Linked DNA regions of Zea mays: regions 1, 2 and 3 are each linked to region 4. Evidence: chromatin contacts called from public Hi-C data. All regions are on one chromosome and are shown on one strand. Each heading gives the region's core, a stretch centred on a gene start, on an enhancer-like site or on the middle of the called end of the contact. The rest is flanking DNA. Distances are from core to core; before and after follow the strand shown.

Region 1 (2,700 bases), core at 96-2,595, 250 kb before region 4:
GAGGATCACAACTTCTGTATTATATTCTCTCCGTCCTAAAATAATAATAATTATAGGTTATGTGGCGATTAAAATAGTTCATATTTGATTAAATTGCTAGTGAATAATATTTATATTTATAACTTGAAATAAATTTATTATAAAAATATATTTTATAATTAATCTAACAGTATTTATTTGATATCTATAACTATAGTTACATTTTTAGAACAGTGAAAGTATATATGCTCTTGTGTATACCGGTCATCTGGCATCTGAACTCCTTCGTCCATTCTAAAATAAGTCTCAGTCAACATTTTTTTTCAAATTTAACTAAATTTATAAAATATCAACAATATTTATACATTCAAACAAAATATTAAAAATATACCTGAAGATACTAACTCTATGCTATAAATATTAATATATTTATATGCATATTTAGTCAAAGCTAAAAATACTTAATGAGACGGCGAGAGAGTCATGATGGTTAACTCTCGTGGAAACAAGAAATTTACCATTGCTGCTGCGTGACGTCATGGCATGCACAGCAGCAAGTAGCAACAAGGCAAGCAAACCGCGCTGTGCGTGAGAAATTTACCCACCCTGTGTGCATGCAAGTGGAAATTTTGCACGAACAGCGCGAAAAAAAAACTGAAAATTCTTGTACACTCAGCCTATGTATAAAAACATTACAGTACTAAATAGCTTGATTAGAATTAGAACAAGGGGCTGAGCTCCTGGATGGTCTGCATGGTGTTGGGGGAGAAGATGATGCCCGGGGACAGCAGCGTCCCGGCGGTCATGGGGGACGACAGCTGCGTCGTCGTCGCCGTCGTTGGTGGCGCCGGCGCGGCCCGGCGCTGGCCGAGCGTGAGCAGGAGAGGGTCGCCGGCGCCGCCCTCCTCGGCCGTCGCGGGCGAGATCGTCGGCAAGGACGAGGACGACGTCGTCGTCGTGGCAGGGGGCTTGCCGGTGAGCCGCTGCACGACGGTCATGAACTCCTGCGGCCTGGCGTGGATGACCTTGGGCGTGTGTTCGTACACGATCACCGGCTTCTTGGTGGTGGTAGTGGACGCCGTCGTCGGCGCCGGCGAGGAGCCCCGCGACGACGACGACGACGACACCTTCAGCGGCAGCGGCCGCGGCCCTCGGAGGCCGGTAGCAGGAGCAGCTCGCTTGGAAGGAGACGACGACGCCTCGGAGGAAGGCATGGCGGCCACGGTCATGGTCATGGCAGCTGCACCAAGCTTCTCGACCAACTGGCGCTGCGTACGTGCTTTGCTCGGTCCGCTGGCGACGTGTGCTCTACGGAGTACGGAGCGGTGCAGTGCAACGCGCGGGCGCGGCGGCTTTATAGGGAGAGAGAGAGTCACGCGAGCAAGTGGCGGTTGCGATGTGTGACAGTGTGAGGCTGCCTGTGTGCATACATGTCCAAACTCCAAAGTCGCCGGTCAAGTACGGCAGGTGGCATGCAGTTGACATGTACCGTGCTTCAGTTCTCGTGGATGAAAAAGTCAGAAGCTCCATTCGGAAGATGTCTCTGGTCAAGGTGGTAGGTAAGAAGTGGTTAGCCGTTGCGTTGCTAGTCTTTTCCCTGCGCGGCCGGCCGCCGGCGCGCCTAGTGCGGGGTGCGTCCACTGCTGTTCGCTTCGATTAAGACCGACTGCAGACAAAAACAGTAGAAGCCAATTCAGATTAAAGTTAATCCATAGATACTAGTAGCGTTTTGTTTTCAGTACGTTAAATACACTAGATCTAATAGTTATTAGCTTCTAAAATTAACGGTAGACATCCAAAGAGCGGAACCAAAATTTAGTTATTATCTATTTTTAGTAAACAGATAATAGTAGCTAAGTATTTATTAGCTAGGTAATTTTAATATTACTTTTTTAGCCAGCTAACTATTAAGTTCTAGCTTATTTAAACATGACCTTGATTTTTTTTTCATTCACCAAACATAATATAGCTTCTTGTTTTTGACTACTCACTACATAAAAAACATACACTTTCTACAGGTTTTTAACTTCTTATAACTTTTACTAGCTGAATGCCCGTGCGTTGCAACGGGAATATATAATGTCAGTATACTACGATAACTTATATACAAAATGTGTGTTATATTGTTATGAGAAAATGTTTCATAATCAATTTGTGATCCTAGCCATACATAAATTTTGTTATTTTAATCTAGTTATTTCACCACTACATTGCAACCATCAGTATCATGCAGACTTCGATATGCCACGATTTGTATGGTCTCATCATTGGAGAGCACATTCCACACATGCCGGAAAAATTCCCTCGTACATCGTTAGTCATCAGACACGTACCACCATATGCTCTTGCTTAAACAAAAAGGTAAGTGTGTATGTGTTTGCGAAGAGAATTAAAGGCAAGCCGGCACAAAAGCTACTCTGACGGTGGCGAGGATGACGAACTGGCCACTGTTGTCGATCCTCCTCTGTGTCACCTTCGGCGCCAAGATGACGCCACAATCCTCGATATATTAGTCGTCGAACGCACGCGACATGACGAGTACCAATGACTCTTGGTTGGGCTGCCAAACGAAGTGCACCCCGGGCTCATCAGCGAGGTAGTACCCCTGGCCGTTGCACCACCAGATGCGCTATTACACTACATACATCATGTTCAAGGACACTCACACAACATCAGCAACGTCCATCGTCCCAGCGCGCAAGAATTCATGTCCGGTCAGTA
Region 2 (2,700 bases), core at 144-2,643, 150 kb after region 4:
CTGTCGTTATAGATGCGTTCTGCGTACTGCTCACTAGCCTATTAGGGAACAACTTGCTAGTTTATTTATTGTTGGTCATGATTTATCACGCTAGATGGCTTAAACAGAATTAATACAGTAATGAATTGACGTAATTAAAATATAGGGGGAGTATAGTATCCCTATATGCAAACTCTTTATAAGAAACTGTTAAAGACCTATTCGCCCAATTATTACGGTTAGTCAAGACTTTACAGGGAACCTTGGAGACAGACAAAGAAGTAAGAACCCAATGCACCTGTGCAAAGACTGTACTTTCCAGTCTTTCCCTGAAGAATTATGACACATGATTAGAAGACGGTTCAACCTTTCACACATAAACACGGAAGATGGCTGTACCTATAAATACTAGAGAACTTGGCATAAGGGAATTCGCATGACCTCACAAAACCTCTCCTGATGGAATTTTAGTTTATATCTGGTGGAATATTTGGAAGGGGAATCAGATAACCTTTCAACAACAGGAGCTGCAACCGTCGAAAGTAGCCCAACTGATCAGAGATAACAACCCACAGTTTAGCCTGGCCATGCAGCAAACCACCGACTAACCTTGAGCTTTCTGGGCTGTTTTTCTACTTCTTTGGTAGGTTCTGCACTAGAGTTTTTGTTTTTATTCCGCTTGTAAGTTTCTCTTTCTAGTTTCTATCGTGTAATATATATTATGGCGAAGCACTCGCCGTTAATTCAAAAGAAAGACAAGCATCTGAATTTGAATCCGGCAACCTATCCAAATTGTGCCGTCCAACGAGACTTTGATATATATAGACCACTGAATGATAACGGGCGTACCAGTCGTGGACTAACAAAGACAGGTAACATGGCAGCATGGCGCTCGCCGCCTGTTTCCGAGAAGAAGAGTATATGTCGTTTTCTGATCAGTAGCCGACTGACCGGTTACTGTTCATTGTTCGCTGTTCATTGGCAGCAGCAGAGCAGTGGTAGTAGTACTGGTAGTGGTACTCTGGTAGCTGATAGCACGTTACTAATAATTATCATACGATTTCCTAAGCGGAATCTCGAGACGAACCACATTTTTCATCCGGTCTATGAGCGCGCTCAATCATCAGTGACAGAGAACACTGTAGGTCCTTAACTGGAACTAACAATTCAGAAACAATCCTAAATGTTTATTACACTGGATGAATTTTATTTGGATAGATGATACTACCGTTCCTGGGCTAAAAAGCAAGGTAAAAACTGGCCTAACGCACGTGATCCTCCCATGGTCTCAGAAGAAAACCACTCGCAAAAAATAAAAAAATCGCAGCAATGAGGCTGCTTTCAGTTGACGGTGTGCACGACTCGCTGAACCCAGCGTGATTTTGTCCCGGTTCTTGGAGCCCAGCAAAAAGGGCGCCTGAAATTCCACAGGATGAAGGGGAAAACGGCAACAAAAGGGACTCCGACATGCGGTGCAGAAAGTGAAAACGCGAGAAAAGCGCCCGTCCTTTCTCGTTCCCTTCCGTGCAGTTGCAAGTGTTGCCACGCCGCGCCGCGACACACCACGCAGGAGGCAGCGAGCGCAATAATGCGCACGCAGAGGAGCACAGCGGCGTCACTGCTGCGGCAGTAATGGCCGCCTGGTTCCACTTCCACCACGGTGTGCACTAGCGCTACACCGAGGCCACCTTTTCTTGGTTCCTTCAACACGCCTACTCCGGCCTCCGGATCGGGCACCACGTCTGCCCCCTGCTCCCGGAATCTTTGCCAAGCGGCGCCGCTACTGTCCGGCAAGGCGACCCCGTCTCTCGGCCGGCGTTGATCTGGTGATGCGCTTTTCACGGTGTTTTTTTTTTTTGTTTCACTCCCCCCTCCGTCCTGTGTGATTGTGCTGCAGTTTTGTGCCGGTGCTAACGGAAACCGGAAAGTTTGCGTCTTTATGTTACTGTGGTTGAGGCGGGCGGAGTGGCGGCGCGATGGGCATCTCGGCGAGGTGGCTCAAGTCGTTAGTTGGGTTGAGGAAGGTGGGGCGGCAGCAGCAGCAGCGGCGAAAGGATGATGCAGATGTTGGTCGAATGGTACGCGCCGCGCCGAGTTTCTTCCAATCATTATCCAGTTCTGGCGTATCTTGTTCTTAAATTGGTGGTTGGTGCATTCATTTCGCTTATTGCCTGGACCTATGTGGATTATGCAAGAATCATTTTTCATACCCGAGTCAATCCACACCACCAAAAGAATGAACTATTTAATCAGGCTTCTTGATCATATCCTGGGAAGGTCTGTACTGATCAATGTTAGTTATCCATCCTTGACTGAATCGGGATTGCAGTCGGTAATTCCTTGTGCACTGGTTGAATTAATTTTAATTTTTTTTTACTGAGGAGAGCATATTGTTGAGTAATTTGTTACCTGCTTTGTTCAAAGCTTACTTAAGTACTTGACTTCATTGGCACTTCTTGAACTATGAGAACAAAAAATCTTGGTGGTTATGCAATCACAAGAGCTTTAAATTAACTGATGGATATGTATAGCTTAGTATGGCCAAACCTTGCCTTCTGATATACACATGGAGAACATATTTTTGTGCCACTTCCCTCAGACTCAGAATATACATTGTTTTGCTTACGAGTTGCCAACTGGAGAAACTGCAGAAAACCGATGTCGCCGACCAGTTTCATTTTCAGATTCAGCACTCTCAAGATGACAATAGCATTGCTGCAC
Region 3 (2,700 bases), core at 143-2,642, 180 kb after region 4:
AAAATGAATCATGTGTTATAAACAAAACCATGTAATCGAAGGTTGAGGCAATAGAAGAAAATATAATCAAGACGACCGTATCAACGAACCGTATGTATGATACAAAGGCCACGAAAAAAAAAAACTAGAACGAATTACGCAGGCCAGGCGGCCTAGTTCTTATTGACGCCCTTGAGCACGATGGGGAGGACGATGACGAGGATGATGACGAGGAGGATGAGGATGGCGATGCAGGTCCACTTGCGGGTGCTCTTCTGGTGCTTCCGCGCCACCTGCAGCTGCTCGCGTCCGCGGTCGACGAAGGACCTGGCGCGGCCGACGTTGCCCTCGATGTCGTCCAGCTGCTCCCCCTGCGCGGCCACCAGCACGGCCATGTCGTTGAACACCTGCTGCAGCTCCAGCAGGCTGCGCTCCAGCCCCGCCACGGCGCCGTGCCGCTCCTGGATCTCCGCCACCACGCCCAGCACCTCCCCGCGCCCCTGGCCCTGCTCCGCGATGGCGCGCTGCAGGAACCGCTCCCCTTCCCCGGACTCCGCCAGCGCGTCCAGGGTCGCCTCGTCGGGCTGCGCCCCCGTGACCGTGAAGTACCGCCGCGCCACCGTGTCCCGGTACTCGGCCGCGACGCGGGACCGCAGCGACGAGAAGGACTCCATCGAGTCCCGGAGCTTCTTGCGCAGCCCGGCCACGACGGACGTCCGGGTGCGGTCGGTGGAGGAGCCCGGCCCGCACCCGGGCACGGACCGGTTGGCGGCGTTGGCGCGGTCCAGCGACTCGAGGCGCAGCTTCACCACCTTGGCCTTCTTGATCGCCGCGGCCACGTCCGCGTCCATCCGCGCGCGGAGGCCGCGCACGGCCGCCGCGTCGTGCATCGACTTTCCCCCCTCGTTGGCGTCGTGGAGCGACCGCTGGATGCGCTCCAGGTCGCGGAGCTCGTCCTTGATGGACTCCACGTCCTCGAAGAACCTGTCCAGGCTCGCGCCCGCCGCGGCGCCCGGCGGCGCAGACATCTCCACGCCGCCGGACTCGATGTCCCCGCCGTCGCGCTTCCATGAGCTCGAGAACAGGCTGTTCATGGTGGATGGATTGTTCTGTCTCTGGCTGATTGGCTTCCTCACGGGCCAAGGTCGCTTCTAAGGGTTCGCTCCGGCCCGGTGGCCGGTTTCTTGGATCGGGGGGATGAAATGAAATGAAATAGTGGGAGGGGTAGTTGGACAAGGGGGGCGTGGAGATTCAATCAATCATGCGAGATGGAACAAGACGACGGACGCGGAGTTGAAGGAGTCGGCCGTGCCGAGGCATCCATGTGATGTGACGCCGTGGCGGGCGAGGAGACCGTGTGATGAGGAGGCGGCGCGCGCCACCTTGCTCTGAAATGGCAACGCGGGAGGAAGGTGGGACGAAGGAGAGGGCAGAGGGGGGCACGGACACGTACGAGCGAGGGTTCTTGGGGACGCGATGGGTGGTGGGATTCGGCGCGCGGGTCCAGGTCTTTCGCCGGGTCGCCTCGCTGGAAATCCAACGAGCCGTAACTACCAACCACCCGGCACTATCCGATCCATGCTGACCGGCTGATCTGACCCGATCAACCCAACTGCACAGCTACAGATCCACTTGTCTGTCTCGTAACACCGAGACAAGAGAGAAAAGGGCGATACGGTACCCTGTAGCATAGTGTCGTACTGTCGCTTGAGTATCTCTTAGAAGTTAGAAGTACAAGTACTACACCACATGCTGACATGCTGCGTCAGCGTCACACAAGGATCAAGGAGTTCTCGGCGAAGGTACTGGCCAAATGGCCGGGCCGGCGCATGCACTGGATCGAGCAGAAGGCGCCGTGCTCGTCAGCCCGTCGTGCATCTGGCTAGTATCAAAAGAACCCACATGGTATGTTATTCAGAGTCATCACACAGAGTATCATAGCAGTCACATAGTGGTTATGATATCCGAAAACAACTGCACCCTACAGAAGTGCAAATGTGTTCGTATCAGAGGCAAAAGGGGCGACATGATACACTAGCTCTTCGAAGTCACCACAGCAATTCCGTATTGATTATGATCTCCCAAAAACAACGTCATCACACAAAATATCATAGCAATTCCGTAGTGATTACGATCTCCAAAAGACGACATCACGATCAGAAAGAAAAGAAAATATCAAAAATAACAGCACCCCTCAGACACTTGCACCTGATGTGGACAGCTGGACGTCGATACGAGGAACTGAAAAGGGGAATCAACATATACCCATATGGCATAAAGGCTCAAGGCCAGACGATGATTTTTAAAAGGATTGTACAAACAATGAAAAAATACTGTCGCCCATACAACAACAATCTCGAGACGATTGCCTGATTACCTCGTCAAAATTACAGAAAATTTATCGGATCCATCTACCACTACATACTACATTTGCGAAATCGTCTAGCAGCGACAAGTTAAACAGGATGTACAGGAATAGTATATGCTCCTACTAGCCACCATCAACAATTAGACAAGCAAAACTTCTATCGGTATATTCTGTCTGCCAAAAATCCACCAGCAATTACCGTTAGTTTTTGTTCCCAGCGACAATTGTATACATGTACTCACCAGAACTCATCCTTCAAAATGACGTGTAAATATATCGGTACCGAAGCAGAACCATGAGCGTATCCAAGTATATTCAGTCAGGGAACTTCCGGGGCAGATCTTTGCACAAAC
Region 4 (2,700 bases), core at 105-2,604:
GGGTGACGGTGAATGCTAGTTATGAATTGAGAATTTACGAAATTCATTTCAAGAAAAAATATAGCAAATCAAACACAATAAATTGAAGAATAGTAATTATGCAGCTACATACTTAGTAAATGTCTTTCGCATTAACAAGTGCTCTACTTCAGACATTGCTTTGACATCTGATGTGTCAACTATGCTCTTCCCTTTCTCCATTCCACCCTCTGGGATTGGAAGTGAATCCTGCATTGAGTTTTGAAATGTTCTGGTCTGAACAACGGTCAACCAAATAGAATACAGGCTCACTAAACATAATATATAGCGTGTTCTGTTTAACTGGAAAACTGTCAGTTGCTACTTACAACATGTGTTGAATCAGGTAAGCCCTGTTTTGGCTCATTGTTTCGTCCTGCAAGAAAAAACTGTGATCAGACCAGCAACAATGTAATTTATTAGTTTATTTATATGCAATTATTACACAATCGCTATTAGGAAGTAAGAGCCAACCATAAGAAAGGATGCGGAGAGTAAGAGAGCTCTTTTATTTCGCATCCACCAATAAAAACATAAGGATCCAATTGGTTAGACACCGCTTGAGCGCTAAAATTGACTCTATCATACACCAATCAATCATTGTGATATGTTTCCTTTTATACATAACTGCAAACCACGGTTTTAAAGCTTTCCGTTTCTGCAGGAAAGTTCATGTGAGTTACCACGGCAAAACACATCAGCTTCATCACGAGCTCAACTCTATGTATCGCCAATAAATCATCCACAGCCAAAATCACCCAAAACCTTACGTAGGTGCAGGTAAACCCTAGCATGCTCGGGAAGTCCGAAACCCTAGTCCCAATAAAAATCACGGACGGTTGTTGCGGACGCCGATCTCAGGTAGCGGAGGGGAGCACAGATGAATCTCATGCTCACCAGGAGGCGACGACAGCGGCGGAGAAGGGGCCGGCGGCGGGGCGAGGCGCTTGCGGAACACCGAGCCGAAGAGGCGCGCGGCGCCACCCGCGATGAGGCGGGAGGCCGGGTCCACCAGCCGGGACACCCAGCCACCGCCCCCGCCGCCGCGCTCCCCGCCGGGCTCCGAGGATGCGGAAGCCGCTGCAGCAGCGGCCGCGAGGCGGTGCGCCGCCGCGGCGGCGGGGGGCCGTTCGTAGGGCGTGGAGGCGGCGCGGAGGTGCGGGCGGCGCCGGATCTTTCCTCCGGCGCCGGAACCGTCGTACGGGCTTGGGTACATGGCGCGGCGGAGGCGGGGGCGCAGGGTGGAGGATGGGGCGGAGGCGCGGGGTAGGAAGGAAGGGGGTGGAATAACGCAAGGAAAAAAACTAGGGCTTCCGTCCCGCGAGTCGCGTCGCGAGGCCTGTGTGCTGCTGCGCAGCCTCTCCTGTCTCTATTTCGGTGCTCTGGCGTGTTGGCGTGCGCGGGGCGTGGGCATTGGGCTCCCGTGTGTCGCACTGTCGCTTCCCGTGCAGCCCATTAAAGTTCAGATTTGGTCGTTTGAACACGATTAGAGCCGTTAATGCAAAAGGATGGTTCGAAATTTTGAACAGCCTTTCTTTTTGGCGCCGGATATGGCCTGGGTGCTTCTTTGCCGTTATCAGTATCATATTTTATCTGGCACTCGCAGTTCTGCGGGTTTTTGAACATCCAGATTTATGGAGCGAAGGTTAGGTTTGTAGAATAAAATAATGCTGTGGGAACATGTGCTTAATTTAAATTAATAAAATTACTCAATCAAATGTATCTAATTTGCTTGCACCTTTAGCTCAGAATTTTAGATGTACATAATAACATACATGTGGCCGCCAAAAAACACAGAACTTGTCGAGTCAGTATAACTTCTGAAAAAAAAACAAATGAAGTCAATATGTTTCCCTCTAAAAGCTCAAGGTAAAGAAAATTGCTGTGTGAAAAACAACGTTCAATCCTCCTCCATGTTAGTTCAAAGCATGTGCTACCCTTCCAAGTTCTAAATTGTACTAGGAGTATACCATTCTCAAAGTATATCTTGCACCCCGATCTCCTTTTCCTCCCTCCCCCAAGAAATATTTCAATGCTTATGAACTACTTTTTCTGTTTTAAGAAAAACTAGTGTTTAGTTTAGATGCCCATATATTAACCTTACTTCTTAGGTTAAGGCACTATCTGTTTACCATCTAGATTATATAATCCAACTTAAATAATTTGAGAGGTAAACAAATAATACAAATTATTAGGTGGATTATGTAATCTAGATATCTAGATTATAATGATTCATAAGCAAGTCAATAGATGTTTATATAATTCATAAGCTGGATTATATAATTCTGGAAGAAACAAATAGGGTCTAAAAATTCTACACTAATCTTTAACATATATGGACATGGGCTGAGATGGATAAATAGACATCTAGATAAAGTCCATATATTTCGATTGTACTTTCAAGTTTTACCATTCAGCCAAGAAGCATCGAGGGGAATAGCAGCAAGTACCAAAAGGTGATGTCCATTTATTTCGATTTCTATTTTTTCATCTATATCTCACTACTGTGCCACCTCAGCAACCTCTCCCCCTATATCTCTATCATCTAGAGCCTTTCCCTCTATACTATCTCCATATACCACACTAAAACTATATAAATATCTTTTTGTCGTACCTATTCAACATCTGTCGTGGTTTCTAGAACCGGGGGACAAAAAAATGTGTGTTCGGCGGGGTGTTAGC

Evidence for each region. Hi-C and Micro-C count contacts between places; a contact is called where the count stands out from the background.
Region 1: a Hi-C map of leaf shows a contact between it and region 4, with 2.3 times the contacts expected there. The contact joins the enhancer-like site here to the promoter of LOC103644146 in region 4. A contact is called at or near these places in 4 of 25 Hi-C or Micro-C datasets (all in leaf).
Region 2: a contact with region 4 is called in a Hi-C map of ear, with 2.1 times the contacts expected there. The contact joins the promoter of LOC100284036 here to the promoter of LOC103644146 in region 4. A contact is called at or near these places in 2 of 25 Hi-C or Micro-C datasets (ear and tassel).
Region 3: a contact with region 4 is called in a Hi-C map of ear, with 2.0 times the contacts expected there. The contact joins the promoter of LOC100284409 here to the promoter of LOC103644146 in region 4. A contact is called at or near these places in 3 of 25 Hi-C or Micro-C datasets (ear, leaf and tassel).

Annotation. Positions count from the first base shown.
Region 1 is chr1:293,007,031-293,009,730 of Zm-B73-REFERENCE-NAM-5.0, reverse strand. No RefSeq gene overlaps it. Among protein-coding and RNA genes, the nearest start is that of LOC100275635, 7.8 kb to the left of the region's middle. Within about 2 kb of position 1,345, at least 18 of the 20 cell types and tissues checked have an H3K27ac peak or open chromatin away from gene starts, as enhancers often do. A contact at or near this core is called in leaf, where this site is marked.
Region 2 is chr1:292,606,205-292,608,904 of Zm-B73-REFERENCE-NAM-5.0, reverse strand. LOC100284036 (calmodulin binding protein) reads left to right here and starts at 1,393. Exons shown (of 7, transcript NM_001412716.1): 1 at 1,393-1,805; 2 at 1,936-2,057; 3 at 2,664-2,700. The coding sequence starts at 1,956.
Region 3 is chr1:292,574,368-292,577,067 of Zm-B73-REFERENCE-NAM-5.0, reverse strand. It overlaps LOC100284409 (syntaxin 121), which reads right to left and starts at 1,392. Exons shown (of 1, transcript NM_001157304.2): 1 at 20-1,392. The coding sequence starts at 1,073. The coding sequence ends at 153. It overlaps LOC103644142 (trafficking protein particle complex subunit 8), which reads right to left. Exons shown (of 29, transcript XM_008667340.4): 29 at 2,227-2,700.
Region 4 is chr1:292,755,039-292,757,738 of Zm-B73-REFERENCE-NAM-5.0, reverse strand. It overlaps LOC103644146 (nuclear pore complex protein NUP1-like), which reads right to left and starts at 1,354. Exons shown (of 16, transcript XM_008667343.4): 1 at 916-1,354; 2 at 348-394; 3 at 113-255. The coding sequence starts at 1,234.